5 separate regions of the Mus musculus genome follow, and regions 1, 2, 3 and 4 are each linked to region 5. The links are chromatin contacts, called in public Hi-C, HiChIP or PLAC-seq and promoter capture Hi-C maps. All regions are on one chromosome and are shown on one strand. The core of a region is the stretch at or near the end of the contact, and the rest is flanking DNA. Distances in the headings are between cores, read along the strand shown. Region 1 holds the start of Tgoln1 (trans-golgi network protein). Region 2 holds the start of Elmod3 (ELMO/CED-12 domain containing 3). Region 3 holds the start of Kcmf1 (potassium channel modulatory factor 1). Region 4 holds the start of Suclg1 (succinate-CoA ligase, GDP-forming, alpha subunit). Region 5 holds the start of Rmnd5a (required for meiotic nuclear division 5 homolog A).

Region 1 (2,700 bases), core at 79-2,578, 1.2 Mb after region 5:
AGTGTCCCCTCTTGGTTCTCACTGGAGGAAGGGCCCGGCACCTTTTCATTCTCTTCTTCAAGTGGTGAGCCTTCTTCCGGCTCTGTGTCACCCTCTTCAATCTCCTTGGTTTCCACGTCTTCAGTAGGCTCTGAAGACTTATCTCCTTTCTCTGGCTTTAAAGAGAAGTCAGAGTCCCCTGCCAGTGTTTCCCCAGATTCAGTTTTGGAAGTAAGTGTTGGTTTTTGTCCTTTTTCAGTTGGCTGGACTTTGTCAGTCTTCGAAGTCTCCGTATCTGGGGAGATTTTGGAGGTGGGCTTGTCCAAATCAACTTTCGTGGACTTGCCAGAATCATCTTCTGTGGCCTTATTCGAACCAGCTTCTGTGGGCTTGCCAGAATCACCTCCTGTGGGCTTGCCAGAATTACCTCCTGTGGGCTTGCCTGAATCTTCTGTGGAGCTCTGATCAGACTTTTCCAGTTTGGGGTTGACTGGTGAGAGGGGCCGCGCAGTTTCGTTCAACTCGGCATCCGTTTTCTCGGGCTGCCTTCTGGAATCACCCAAACTGTGATCGGTCGCGGCGGTCCGCGGCCCAGATTCCGCCTTACTGGAAACTGCTGCCAAAGTCGTCTTGTCCTGGTCTTTTTTATCTGACTTCTGCCCCTGACCGTCGGTCGGCCTTGTAGTCTTTACCTGGTTAGAAGAAGGCAGGGGAGTGGAGGACTGTTTGGAAGGCTGATTCGGAGGATTCTGAGAGTCACCTGAGTCGGCGTCTCTCTTATAAACGGACGGCAGAGCTCCTGAAACAAACAGAAAAAACAAAAAACAAAAAACAGTAAGTCCTCGGAAGAAGAGAAGCGGGCTTGACTTCTGAGAGCCTAGCGGGGATGGCCGAATGGGAAAGCGGAGATGGCTAGAGCAGGGTCGGGCCAGACAAGAAAGACGCCGGCTCCCGTAGCGACCCACCAAGGTGAGGAATGGGGAACCTAAAGGGGAGAGTGAGCTGGGCTGGGGTGGGGGTCCTTACTCGCCACCGCGACACTCAGCAGGAGCAACGCAACCTGGAACCGCATCCTGCAGTCTGCGCTTCCGCCCTCTGATGACGTGAGAGCGGCGCACGAGATTTTCCCGAGCGTGGCCCCTCCCTTTCCGGCGGACTGTTTCTCTTCCGGCGCAGCCCCGCCTTAGGGGTGGGGCTACCGGGCGACAGCAGCCGTTGTCTGTGTGTTCCGGTAGAGTGCCGGAAGTCAAGTCCAGCTCTTTATTCCCCCCCAAGTCCCTTCTGTTTCTCAGCAGTCTGCGGGGCTCGGCGATCTCGTTCTTGTTCACTTGGCCTCGTTTTTCGGAAGCTGTTGCGACCGGCAGGTGCTGCGTCGCCTTCGCTGCTTATGATGTAGGGTCGTGGGGCCGGGCGCCTCTTTGTCGCATCCTCTGCTCGTGTTTCCAACCTCTCCGTTGCCGATGCTGCTTTCTCACTTCACAAACAAATGTACTCTCTTCAGCACTTGCCCATCTAGAAGCAAACACATTTCATCCTGATCCTAATCCCTTTCTTGGCTGTATCCAGGGCCCTCTGAATTTACCAAGGTTTTTGATTTCTTGTTTGTTCTTCTGAATTTCTATGTGTTTGAAACCATATTGCTATGTGGGCACCTGCTGCCTCCTGAGTGTTTGGGATTACAGGTGCCTCACCACGCCCCTGTTGGGCTATTTATTTATTTAAGAAATAAAATATCAAAGATTTACTATTTTTATTTGTGTATGTGTGTCTGCCACCTGTGTGTAGGTGCTCTTGGAGGCTAGATGAGGGCATCAGATGCCCTAGAGCTAGAGCTTCAAGCGTTTCAAACTCTGTGGGTGTTGGAAACTGAACTCTGTTCCTGTGGGAGAGCAACAAGCCCTGAGCCATCTCTCCAATCCAGGAAGTAAGGTACTTTGTTACTCAAACAGGAAGACCTTGAGTTTCTGATCTTCCTACTGGACTACTGGCTTGTGTCTCCAATTTATGTGGTACTAGCAATCAAATCGTGGTTCTATGCACACTAGACAAACACTCTTGTCTCATTCACCACATATATATTCTTTTTCTTTCCAAGACAGGGTTCTTCTGTTTAACAGAACTCGCTCTGTAGACCAGGCTAGCCTTGCAATCACAGAGATCCACCTACCTCTGCCTCTTGAGTGCTGGGGTTAAAGACATGCACCACCACACCACACAAGCAACACATTCTTTTTTTTTTTTTTAAGGTTTATTTTATTTATTATATGTGAGTACACTGTAGCTGTCACCAGACACTGGAAGAGGGAATCAGGTCTTGTTACAGATGATTGTGAGCCACCATATGGTTGCTGGGATTTGAGCTCAGTACCTCTGGAAGAGCAGTCAGTGGTGCTCTTAACTGCTGAGTTATCACTCCAGCCCAAGCAACACATTCTTATAATGCAAACAACAAAATAGAATTTTAAAAGAAATATACTTAAAAAAACTTTTTTTAGAGAGCCAGGTGATGGTGGGACACAACATTAGTCCCAGCACACAGGAGGCAGAGGCAGGCAAATCTCTGAATCAGGCCAGCCTGATCTACAGAGTGAGTTCCAGGATAGCCAGGGTTACACAGAGAAACTCTGTCTTGAAAAACAACAGCAACAGACATCTTTAGTGTCTAGGGAGATGGTTCAGTGCTTAAGAACACTGACTACTCTTCCGGAGGACCCACATTCC
Region 2 (2,700 bases), core at 49-2,548, 1.2 Mb after region 5:
CCAGAGAGTCAGTGTGGAAAGGCTGGGACTGTAACCTAGTGGCAGCAAAGGAGGCTCAACCCCTGATATCGAGGGGGAAAATGAGAGTGGATGGTTCTCACACAACTGACAGTCATACTTCACAGACTCAGAGGACTAAGTCAGTGGGGAGGCCCTCCACGGAGCCAGTCCTCCACTAGGGGACTATGATTTACATTCCCCAAGGACTGACTGCCAGTAACAAACAGCTTTTGGGCTCGACGCCTGGCTGCCTGTGATCTAGAGAGGATGGTGGTAACGTCCTCCCTGAAACACCCCAGGAACTAGCTCCCCCCCCCCCTCCCCAGAACCTCAGCATCTACCTCTCTTTTCCTTTCCTTCCATCTCGGCCTAAATGACAGCATAAGATACACACACATCAGATAACCTGGCAGGGTCACAGGTAGGACTGACAAAGTCTCGGGAAGGCTCTCCTGTTACTGTGGGGAAAACGAACCAAGTAGCATAGAAGCATGACCTGCTTTACATACCGGACTGGAGCACCGCTGGGGCCTAAAACAAGGACAAAACACTCAAAGTTACGAAGTCATTCCTCCTGATAGTGGGTACCTGAGGAAATGGGCCTCCTATACAAACAAATCCCTCTTAAGTCAAGTACGTATTTCAGACCTACTTTCCTCAAAGGGCAACATTAAGATGGTAGGATATCTAGACTGTCTGCTGGAGCTTAAACTCTCTGAAAAGCTGATTTAGAAGCTGGTGCGTCCTTAAATGCAAATAAACACACAGGATGATCCTTGACTTAGTCTTTCTTGAGGCTTGTCCTAGGTGGCTTGCACTTTGAGAGCCTGATAGAGTAGTTACGATTAGGGGAATCCACCTAGGGATAACGTCGGTGTGAGGCTGCCAGTCCTGGGCTGACACAGGTTTAGGAGAGCTCCTGTGCAGGTCTCAACAAGGTCTCAACTCAGATACCCAGACAGAGGCTGTGTGGGCACAGAAACTTTGTCACTGCTTGGAAGAGGAGAGGGGAGGAAAGCAATGAACTGCCTCCGAGGTTCCAGCGAATCCAACACGGAAAAGGCACCAGAACCCAGGTCTTCTCTGCCTCCCAGACAGGATCTCTCTCAGACCTGCAACTTTCATCCTTGTTGTGGTCCCGCGGTGACCATTTCCACCAGACATCGTCCTCCTCACCCTCACCTCCCTCACCAGACCCCTTGCTCACCGGACGCGTCCCCAGCGTTCCGGTAAGGGGGGGATCCCACATCCCCCTTTTCGCGCAGCCGTGCAGTGTCGCCTGTCTCGCGCTAGAACTACATTTCCCATTAGGCAATTGAACTCCTGCTCTGCAAAGATCATACGGAGGTCCATAATGGACAATCTTCATCAGTTTTGAGCAGGCGTGAGTCAAAATGCTTCGGCTCCTCCAAGTCTGGTATTACTCCAAGGACGAACTAGAGGGGCGGGGCCTCAGCTATAAAAGCCGAGCTCAGCGGGGAAAGGACGCGGTCTTCCGAGCCCTGGCAGCAACATGTGGATCACTGCTCTGCTGCTGGCCGTGCTGCTGCTGGTGATCCTCCACAGGGTCTACGTGGGCCTTTACGCTGCAAGTTCCCCGAACCCCTTCGCCGAGGATGTCAAGCGACCGCCTGAACCCCTGGTGACCGACAAGGAGGCTAGGAAGAAAGTTCTCAAACAAGGTCAACTGATGGGTTTCAGGCCTGCTCTCGGGCCTTCTGCTCATGTCTCCCCATTAGTAAAGTGCTGGGAAAACTTCTCTTGCACACAGAGGTTCCATAATTTAGTGTTCTTTGCTTCTGAAAGGGTGCAGGCATTACCCTTGGCACGCCAAATTCCAGCCCCGCCAGTTGGAATCTTTTCAGCTCACGGCTTACACAGAATAAGAGACCTTTCCCCTACTTGGGTCTGGAGCCAACTTTTCCCTATACTTCTGTGCATGCTCGGGGGCACAGGGAAGCAGCACTGAAAGTTTTCCTAACAAGCGGGTTGCAGGCAAAATGTAGTCCAGTTCATAGAACTGAAGCTTGATAATAACTTCGGAATTTCAGTACTGGCTAGGGATAAGAACTCCACTCTCCAGTGAACCATCTCTAAAGCACGTGTAGAGTGCTCCCAAGGTTTGTGTTTTTGAGACTGGTCTCACTTTTGTACTGGAGTTGGCTTTGAACTCTCTTCGCAGCCCAGGCTCAAACCCGGAGCAGCCCTCTTCTTCTGTCCCCAGCATGATGAGATAGATTACAAGCATGCACCAGCATGTCTGCCTTTCAACGTTTTACGGAAGTGTTGGAGCTGGGCATAGTGGTGCAACAATTTAATTCCAGTTTGGACTACACAATGAGACCCTGTCTAAATGCACACATCAAACCCCAAAACAACCAAAACCCCCAAATGCAAAACTTTCAAAAAACAAACAAGGATCACCTCTTTGACCTCCAGGAGCCTCTGACTTGTAAATTTTAGCCAAGCCTAGGCTAGCCTTAACTGCACTATTTTTTGGGGACTGACTTTGAACTCCTGATCCTTGTGCCTCTACTTCCTAAGAGGCACCACACCCAGTTATTTTATTATTGTTATTGTTTGTGGATTGGGGGAGAGGCAGGTCTCATACTTGTAGCCCAGGCTAGCTTATAACTTGCTATACAGGACAAGTGTGTCTCAAATTCACAGTGATTCTCCAACCACCATCAGCAAGAGATT
Region 3 (2,700 bases), core at 161-2,660, 1.5 Mb after region 5:
CCGAAATAAACTTTTCACTAAGTCGGTGACTACTTTTAAAGGTAAAACCTGCTGTAGTGAAACAAAGAGAACATAGCCCCCTCCCCCCTTCCTAAACCATATGGTAGTAAATTCAAGTTAACTTATTTTTTCGCCAGTTCATCGCCCATCCATCGGCCTGAAAACACTTGTGCCTTTGTGCCGTGGGGCTGGGACGCGAGTGGTCTGATTCTTAACCACAGAACCCCAGCGTGTTTCCACAGGGCACCGCGGAAGTCCAAACGCCCCCCGACTGGAAGCCTGCTTCGGTGGGCAGCGCACGCGGGTGAGGGCCCGGGACCGGCCGGGAGCAAGTTCCGCTCCGGCGAGGTGACGGAGCAGGGAGTTTGCTCACCGCGGCCGGGCTGGATCCGCCCCGGGAACTTGGCTTACCCGAGCCCAGGGACGCGCAGAGGCCTACCGCGAGGCCGGGCGAGCTCCAGTCACAGAGGGCTGCCCGAGCCCGAGCCGCGGCGTCTTCCCGCCCGCACGGCCGCGGCCCTCAGGCGGGGCCGTCGCTCGCCCGCGGTCTCCCAGAGACCGGACGCGCCCGCGGGGCCCGGACCCCGCTCCCCCTTGTCGCGGCCGCACGCCCGAGACCCGGCTCGGCCACGGCGCCCGGCTCTTCCGGGAGCCGCCGCAGCTAGGCCGCGCCGGGGCCCCGCGGTTCCCCCGGGCGGGCCGGCCGGGCCTCGGCGTCCGGTATGTGTCCCGAGGGCCAGGCTCCCGCCGGTAACGGGCCCCGCCGCTTCCCCTCCCCCTCTCCCGCCCCATGACAGTGCAAAGCCTCCGGCCGCCCGGCCGCCCCGCCTCCGGCTCCAGGCCCAGCTCAGGGCCGCGGCCGCAAGCCACGGTTGCGGCCGCCGCTCCCGCTCGCTCTTCGGGCCGCGGTGGCCTCGGGTTCCCCAGCCCCGCGACTCGGGCCCGGCCCGCGTCCCCGCCGGTGCCCCGCTGCCCTCGGCGGCGCCCGGACTTCGGGCGGGGTAGGCCGAGGCCCAAGCGGTGGGGGCGGGGGCTCGGCTCTCACCTTCATGTCGGGACATCCTAGTTCAGACGCTGGCGGCGCGGCCCCTCCCGGGCTCCCGGCTGCAGTGTGCCCCCACCGCGGGCTCCCGGCGCTGCCCGCGCCCGGCCGGCCGACTCCCACTCGACTCCCGGGCTCGGCCGCGGGGGCGGGGTGGGCAGGGGAGCGCTCCCGCGGCGGCGGCGGCGGCGGCGGCGGGGAGGCGGCGCGGGGCGGGAATGGGGCCGGGCCTGGCCGGGGCTGAGCTCCTCCAGGAGGCGGGTCCGACGCGGCCGCGGCTCCGCCGGCGCCCGCCGTGACTCGGTCACTCTCGGGCCCCCGCCGGCTCCCGGCAGCGGCGCGGCGTCCGCAAATCCCGCTCGTCCCCTCCCCCGGCCCGCCCCCCGCCCGTCCGTCTCCCGGCTCCGGCCGCCGCCTCCTCCTCCTCCTCTTCCTCCTCTTCCGCCTCCTTCCGCCCGCACGCCCGCCCCGCCTCTCGCCGCCCTGAGGCCCCGCGGCCGGCGGGCGACCGTGCTTGGCGGCGGTCCTGCCGCGGTCCCGCAGGCACCCGAGCCCAGCCGCGGCCCGCCACGCTGCGCGTGGGGAGGACGAGGACGCGAAACGCCCCCGACGTGGCTCCCCAGCGCCTGGGCGCGCGGCGGCCGGGCCATCGCAGACGTCCCGGGGACGTGTGTGTGTTTGTGTGCTGCTTTGAAAGCCGGGGACCCAGAAGGGAATGGCAGTCGGGCCTCCGGGGCTCGCGGGTCCCCAGACCCAGGGGGAGGCCGAGGCCTAGCGAGCCGGCTCGGCCGCCCGCTCGAATGCGCTGCGGGAAAAACTTGGTGGGCTTCGGGGGTACTTTGCTTCCGGCTGTGTGTGCAGGTCTTTCCCTCCACCCAGGCTCCTTACAGGCTACTTTCTCTTCAGGCATTGCTAACTCGACAAACACTTGAGACTACCCCTGACCACGTGTCAGTGGTGGCGTGGCGCAGGTAGAACAGATCGCGCCCTGGAGTTAAGACGTGTTCAGCCCTGGGATTCTGGTTCTGATATGCTCGGTGTAACCTTGAACAAGTGACTTAACCTTGCTGAGCCTTCGCTCTAAATTGGTTCGCTTTGGGTGGTTAATTTTGCCTTGGTAGTCTCGAGATTGGACAAAGTTCCCAGCTAAGTTTACTGAAACTAGGGTCCAAGGTACTGCTTGCTTTGGCGATTTTCCTAATTTGCCCACCCTCCACCGACTGTGGGACCTGGACAAAGCGTTGGTTGCCTTAGCTTCTGTGACTTTCAAAAAGGGCAAGCATATCAATAGATGCAGGAGAGATACAGTACCAAGATTCGACGTGTAGAGTAGCAAAGGAAGGACCCTATTTGTTACAATATTTTATTGAATATGATTTAAGATATGTCTGGTTTTGAAAATACTAAAAGGCTTAATCCGAGAGACTACATAGTAGGTCATCCCTGTCTACCCAAGAAACTAGCTGTAATTAAATTGGGGGTGGTTTTGAGGCATGACCTCAGATAGCCCGAGGCAGTCCTTGAATTGCTCAAGTAGCTGATTCTGACCTTCCCATCTCCCAGGGGCTGGAACGAAAGGCATCTTCCACCACACCCCCACCTAATTTGGGTTTAAATGAGGACTAGATAACAAATATTTCTGTTTCGGGTGTGGAATT
Region 4 (2,700 bases), core at 106-2,605, 1.8 Mb after region 5:
AAATCCAAACAGGCTCAGTAAACACCGTGCTTCTTTCCAGTGGGAGGGGCCAGACACAATAACTTTACAATAGAAGGATAGCTCTGCATGCCCCAAACCACTGCACTCCTAAGAATTTCACTGAGTTAGAAGGTTCTTGAATTTTGGTTGAATTTACGTGTTACCCATGAATTCAAACTGGCTGCTATCCACTACTCACTTGGTCCAATCAGCATAATGTTGTCAATATAGTGTACACACACACATATTTACAATCTATACTATATGTTATATATACTATGTATTACACATTTTGTTAAATAAATGAAACAAAATGCTTAATTATTAAGTAAAGATTCAGTGAAAAATTTCCTCCTTAAAACCATTGTTCGCGGGCTGGAGAGATGGCTCAGAGGTTAAGAACACTGGTTGTTCTTTCAGAGGTCCATGAGTTCAATTCCCAGCCACCACATGGTGGCTCACAACCAAGTGTAATGAGATCTGGTGCCCTCTTCTGGCTCACAGACATACTGCAGACAGAACACTGTACATAATAAGTAAATAAATAAATCTTTAAAAAAATGTTCACACTGGACCTATTTGGAAAGCACTGATATTTAACTTTACCACAAGGGCAGGATCTACAAGACAAGTACACATGAGAATGGTGCGAATTATAATGACGACCTTACTGAGCTAAAATAACTTTATTGATTATACTGATAAGGAATCTTAGGAACGCGGTTTTAGACAAGAAACGTGGTGCTTTGGCTCAAGGACTTGCTAAGGTTTTAAAAGAGTGGAGTGAATAATTTGTTCCAATTGGGCACAAATCCTATTTGATCTCGAGTTGTAGTCCTTAGGATTTTAGAAAGAGGCATAATTAGCATTAGTAAATAATTAGCATTAGTCGAAGGCAGTGCGCCAGTTTGTTTAATAAAGAGATTCCTGCTTCAGGAAACTGTCAGCTAAGGGGCTTTTTAATTTTAAGTATTTGGTCACTTTTCCTTTTTTCTTTTGCCGGCCACTAGTGCGGATAATTTCCGGAACCGTACAGGGAGGACAAGAGGAGTACAATCTTCTCTGTAACAGGTCAGAAAAAAACAAAGTGCAGGATCACGGTCTGGCACATAGCATTGCTGCCGGCGCCTCCCCTCAGCGTTTGTCACGGCTTTTCCTGGGCGCCCACGCCGGAGTTTAAATCGCTTCCAACCCCTTCCCTTTCAGCACGCTGCTTACTCGGAAAAAAAATACATTTCCCACAACACCACGCGCCGGCCGGGCCTCTCATGGGCTGTCCCACACATTGCCGTTATGTTTATGGTTACCCAAGCCCACATCTACTAAAGAACAGAGCTATTGTTTGCTTTTCAAACGTCATCCTTCTTGTTCTTTTCCACTTGTAACGTTCACTGTTTGAGAAGAGACTCCGAGGAGCGTAAGATATTCAGGCTACTCCTCTAGACACCTTTCTGCGCGAGCCTGAGCCCATGCCAAGGTCCCGGGGTCCTGAGAGTGTCATTGGGGGATGACCGCAACAGTAGTTGCTGCGGCTGCCACTGCAACCATGGTCTCCAGCAGCAGCGGCCTCGCCGCCGCCCGCCTGTTGTCGCGCACCTTCCTCCGTGAGTCGTGCCGGCCCGGCTCTGTCCTCCATGCTTGCGTAGACCTCGGGTTCCTGATTCTGGCCCCGGCGGTGTCCGGGCTCTTCCGGGCGGGCCCTCGGAAGGGGCGAGGGAGCCACCGGTCCAAACGCCAGTGGCAGACCTCGGGGGTGGAGGGGGCTTTGTCCGATGGGGTCGTGGATCGGCCGATGCACTTCGCAGGGCGCCCTGCAGACACGGCAACAATATCCTAGTTCCCTCGGTGACGGGGTGTGTGTGTGTGGAGGCGGGGGGGGGGGGGTGAGGTGGAGGTGGCCTCTGGGCTGGCCCTTACTTGGAGCCAAGGCTAAAGAGGTCCAGGATGAACTCTGCTGGGAGTGTGAGCCCCCGGGTTGAAGAGGTTGTAATTTGTCCCGAAAGATTCTGCACTTGGAGTTGACCGTTCTGTTGAAGTGGTAGGGCCAACGGAAAGGTGGTTTCTGCACCCAGAGTCAACGTGGCCCCGTAGGAGCTTGGAAGCTGACCAATGATGTGTCGCTCTTTACGAGACTCCAATGAACACCTCAGTTTCTGAGAACCAATCTCCCAGGGTTGCTATCCTGCAATGCTGACTCTTGAAAAGTAGTGCTGCGTTCAAAGTCTCTGTGTTAGGTACGATAGGAAACAGCTTGGGAACCGGTCATGTCGTTTTTGAAGTCTGGCCAATCATTCGTATGTGTATAATAGTCTTTTTTTAAAAAGTGATTTCTCGATGGATGTGGTGGCCCACACATTTAATTCCTGCATTTGGGAGGCAGAGGCAGGTATGCGGGTCTTTGTGAGTTCGAGGCCAGCCTGGTCTACAAAATGAGTCCCAAGAGAGCCACAGCTGTTACACAGAGAAACCCTGTCTTGAAAACAAAACGAAATGAAACAAACAAAAGCCTACTAAACAAACAAACAAACAAACATCTCTCAAGTAATAGCTTGGTTTGTGAAGCAGAGCATTGTCCTGCCTATCACTAACAGGAGAAATGATTGCCGATTAAAACTGTGATGAGTGATTGGTTGTCAGGTTTATCCAGATCTAGGAGATGTTAAGAAGTAATGAGTGGTTTGGTTTCATTGTGTAGAATAA
Region 5 (2,700 bases), core at 23-2,522:
AAATCCATAATATTACAAGTCCTTTATCTCTCATTCAGAAAGAGTCAGCATTGTGGCTCCAAGGTACCAGACCTTTAGTGTTATTTTTAAAACACAAAACTCTTTCTCAGAGTTAGCCTTGGCATCTGTGGTACAAGACGTAGGGCCACTGATGAAATAACGTAGGCAAAACACCTTCTACGGAAAAGCTGTTTTCTGAAAGGATTATTAACAAGTACAAACTGGACTAGGTAAGTAACTAGCAACTCGACATCTGCCCGGTCGGACTGTACAGAGGCTACAGCAGGGACGCTGAATGGTTTAAATCGGCCGGCTTCCTAGGAAGAGTTTAGAAGAACTGCCTGCCCACATCAGTCCAACTCTGAAGTTGCAGCAGCCGATGATGTAGAAACCAACCCACAGCTAAGAACGTTAAACTAAGAACCATCAGGGAGAAAAGTCTGCGAGGCCGAAAACTAGACAAAGTCCTGCGCAGACCCTCGTTATCACTCGCACACCTGCGGCCCGCAGGACCCCGCAAGACCCCCAGCCCCGCCCCAGGCCACCGCGTTTCCGGGCGGGTCGCCGCGGCCTGGGGACCAGCAGACGCAGCGCAGGGCCCCGACCCCCGCGCGCCCACGCGCCCGCCCTCACCGTGGCTCTGCAGGATCTCGTGCTTGAGGCCGCCGGTGTAGTCGATGAGCTCCTCCAGGCCCCGCTCGCACAGCTGCCCGTAGCCCGAGAACTTGTGCAGCACCTTCTCCAGCTCGCGCTCCACCGTCACGCACTGATCCATGCCGGAGACCGCGGCGCTCGGCTCCCCGGCGCCCGGGGGTCCGCAGTGGTTCGGCCCGGGCCCCACCGAGGCCGCGTCCTGCTCCTCCTCCCCCAAGGCGGCGAGCGGGCGGCGCGGGAGGCGAAGGCAAGACGGGCGCGCTAGCCGCGGCGCCGGGGGAGCCCCGCGCAGCCTGTGCCCTCCCGCCCCATGGCGCCCCGGCCCCGCCGCTCGCGCTCGCTCGCCCGCCCTACCCGGCGCCGCGTCTCGCCCCGGGCCCCCCTGGCTCGCCGCGTTCGGCCGCCCCTCGGCGGCGCCGCCGATTGTTTTTGTTTTCACGGGAACCGGCCGATGACCTGGTTCTCCCGGGCGGCACCAATAGCCGCGGCCCGGGAGGGGGTCGAGCCTCCCTCACGAGCGGAGGAGGCGGCGCGGGCCGTACCAATCGCGGACTCGGCGAGGGGTCAGGGGGAAGCAGCGGGCGAGCACGGGCGGAGGGCGCGCGGGCGTTCTGAAGGTGTGGGCCGTACCACGCGGGAGGCCGTGAGGGAGCGCGGCGAGGGCGGGGCGAGGGCGGGGCGAGCGACGCAATTGGCCCGCGCAGCTGAACAGGGAACTTTAGCGATAGCGTCAACTACGCGGCCGGTAAACAAGAGGGTGGAAACCGTCCCCGGATGCTCCGCCCAGAAGCAGAAGAGTGACCAATCGACGCGGGGGTTAGGAGCGAGACAAACATCCTCCAATCCTGGGCCGAGGCGTAAAACTTCAGCCAATCCAGACTGAGGAGCCAAACCAATGCGCTCGCTGTTGGAGGGGGGTTGGCTTGAAGAGCGGAGCTTGGCGCTTCTACTGGGAAGCCGCGAGGGGAAACATGACAGCAATTAACGGGGCTGTTTTCTCCAGGATTTCGCCCTGATTGCAATTTGTGTTTTCTCCGCATGGAATTTTGGCCGGAGTTTCGACTGAGAGGCCCACCTCCGGGGCCAAAGGATGTCTGTCTGGCCGCCTAGTGGCGGAGGGCCCGGGCGGGGTCACTAACCCGATGGAAGGTGGTAGCTCTTAGAGGGATGGCCCGCGCCCAGCGTTGGCTCGTTCTTGACGCCCCTCGGCCTGCAAGTGGCCTTCCCTGTCGCCTTGTCCACGTGCTGGGCATCTTGGCGGCGGTCACGAACACGCGTGGGCGAGCTGAGCAACCTGGCCCTTGCTCCTTGCCCTTACCTTGGCGTAGGGCTTTTGCCCTGGTTTACCACGGGGTTCTGGCCTTGGCCTGTGCCCTCTTGCTCACCAGGCTTCTACCCTACTAGCTTTTCGTCAAGTCCCTGCCTCACAGCCTGGGCCTGGGAGAGTCCGCCTTCCTGGGCCTGCAGTTGCCAGCTTGCTTGCCTGCTCATAGCATTCCTACTTCCACCATGGTTGTATCACCTCTGCCTCCCCGAATTTTCTCCATCAATTCATTGTATCTCTTACAGCACAATTTTTTTTTTCTCTCACACATCACTTGTCAAAGTCTAAAATAATAATTGTTTGGAGTTTTGCTTGTTTTGGTTGCACCACTTAAGTAATACTATGAAGGGTAACCCCTTTTGTTGTGGCCTGTTTGTTTCTAGAACACAGCCAGCACCCTGGTGGACAGTCTTTCTTTTCCTTTAATTCAGGTGGTAACCTTTTTAAAGTTCAATTTCCGTTTTTATAATGTGGCAGCTAGTGGGCGGGTGGTTATATATGATGGCCTTTAGTGGTCCTGGATATTTGGAAGTTCAGCTGATGGTATTTCAGGGCTCCTTTCTGTCCCTCATCACGCCATTTGCTTTTAGTCCTCTTTCTTGGCAGATGGCCCTGATTCCTACTTCTCGAAAATAAAAAACCTTTTAGCTCCATCAATCTTGCCATTCTCCTCAAAAGGTTTTCTAGCTACCATCCATTTTGTGAAAATACTCAGGCATCCA

What was found. Promoter capture Hi-C pulls out the DNA fragments that hold promoters and counts their contacts. Hi-C and Micro-C count contacts between places; a contact is called where the count stands out from the background. HiChIP or PLAC-seq counts read pairs in DNA pulled down with a chosen protein or histone mark. Capture Hi-C pulls out chosen DNA fragments and counts their contacts.
Region 1: a contact with region 5 is called in an H3K27ac HiChIP or PLAC-seq map of thymic regulatory T cells, with 6 times the contacts expected there. The contact joins the promoter of Tgoln1 here to the promoter of Rmnd5a in region 5. A contact is called at or near these places in 2 of 39 promoter capture datasets (neutrophils and pre-B cells), 4 of 115 datasets of contacts at active chromatin or transcription factors (double positive thymocytes, fetal liver, regulatory T cells and 1 more) and 1 of 9 other capture datasets (liver).
Region 2: a promoter capture Hi-C map of liver shows a contact between it and region 5, with 2.2 times the contacts expected there. The contact joins the promoter of Elmod3 here to the promoter of Rmnd5a in region 5. A contact is called at or near these places in 2 of 39 promoter capture datasets (neutrophils and pre-B cells), 2 of 115 datasets of contacts at active chromatin or transcription factors (astrocytes and fetal liver) and 1 of 9 other capture datasets (liver).
Region 3: a contact with region 5 is called in a promoter capture Hi-C map of pre-B cells, with 6 times the contacts expected there. The contact joins the promoter of Kcmf1 here to the promoter of Rmnd5a in region 5. A contact is called at or near these places in 1 of 39 promoter capture datasets (pre-B cells) and 4 of 115 datasets of contacts at active chromatin or transcription factors (astrocytes, cardiomyocytes, microglia and 1 more).
Region 4: a contact with region 5 is called in a Hi-C map of muscle stem cells, with 5 times the contacts expected there. The contact joins the promoter of Suclg1 here to the promoter of Rmnd5a in region 5. A contact is called at or near these places in 1 of 484 Hi-C or Micro-C datasets (muscle stem cells) and 1 of 115 datasets of contacts at active chromatin or transcription factors (astrocytes).

The regions. Positions count from the first base shown.
Region 1 is chr6:72,615,672-72,618,371 of GRCm38.p6, forward strand. Tgoln1 (trans-golgi network protein) reads right to left here and starts at 1,329. Exons shown (of 4, transcript NM_009443.3): 1 at 1,006-1,329; 2 at 1-778. The coding sequence starts at 1,051.
Region 2 is chr6:72,597,115-72,599,814 of GRCm38.p6, forward strand. It overlaps Elmod3 (ELMO/CED-12 domain containing 3), which reads right to left and starts at 1,299. Exons shown (of 12, transcript NM_001253692.1): 1 at 1,208-1,299. It overlaps Retsat (retinol saturase (all trans retinol 13,14 reductase)), which reads left to right and starts at 1,488. Exons shown (of 11, transcript NM_026159.5): 1 at 1,488-1,682. The coding sequence starts at 1,514.
Region 3 is chr6:72,898,569-72,901,268 of GRCm38.p6, forward strand. Kcmf1 (potassium channel modulatory factor 1) reads right to left here and starts at 1,411. Exons shown (of 7, transcript NM_019715.2): 1 at 1,046-1,411. The coding sequence starts at 1,061.
Region 4 is chr6:73,247,150-73,249,849 of GRCm38.p6, forward strand. It overlaps Suclg1 (succinate-CoA ligase, GDP-forming, alpha subunit), which reads left to right and starts at 1,356. Exons shown (of 9, transcript NM_019879.3): 1 at 1,356-1,604. The coding sequence starts at 1,508. It overlaps Gm38834 (a long non-coding RNA gene), which reads left to right and starts at 1,614. Exons shown (of 2, transcript XR_869182.3): 1 at 1,614-2,234.
Region 5 is chr6:71,439,365-71,442,064 of GRCm38.p6, forward strand. It overlaps Rmnd5a (required for meiotic nuclear division 5 homolog A), which reads right to left and starts at 1,273. Exons shown (of 9, transcript NM_024288.2): 1 at 634-1,273. The coding sequence starts at 775.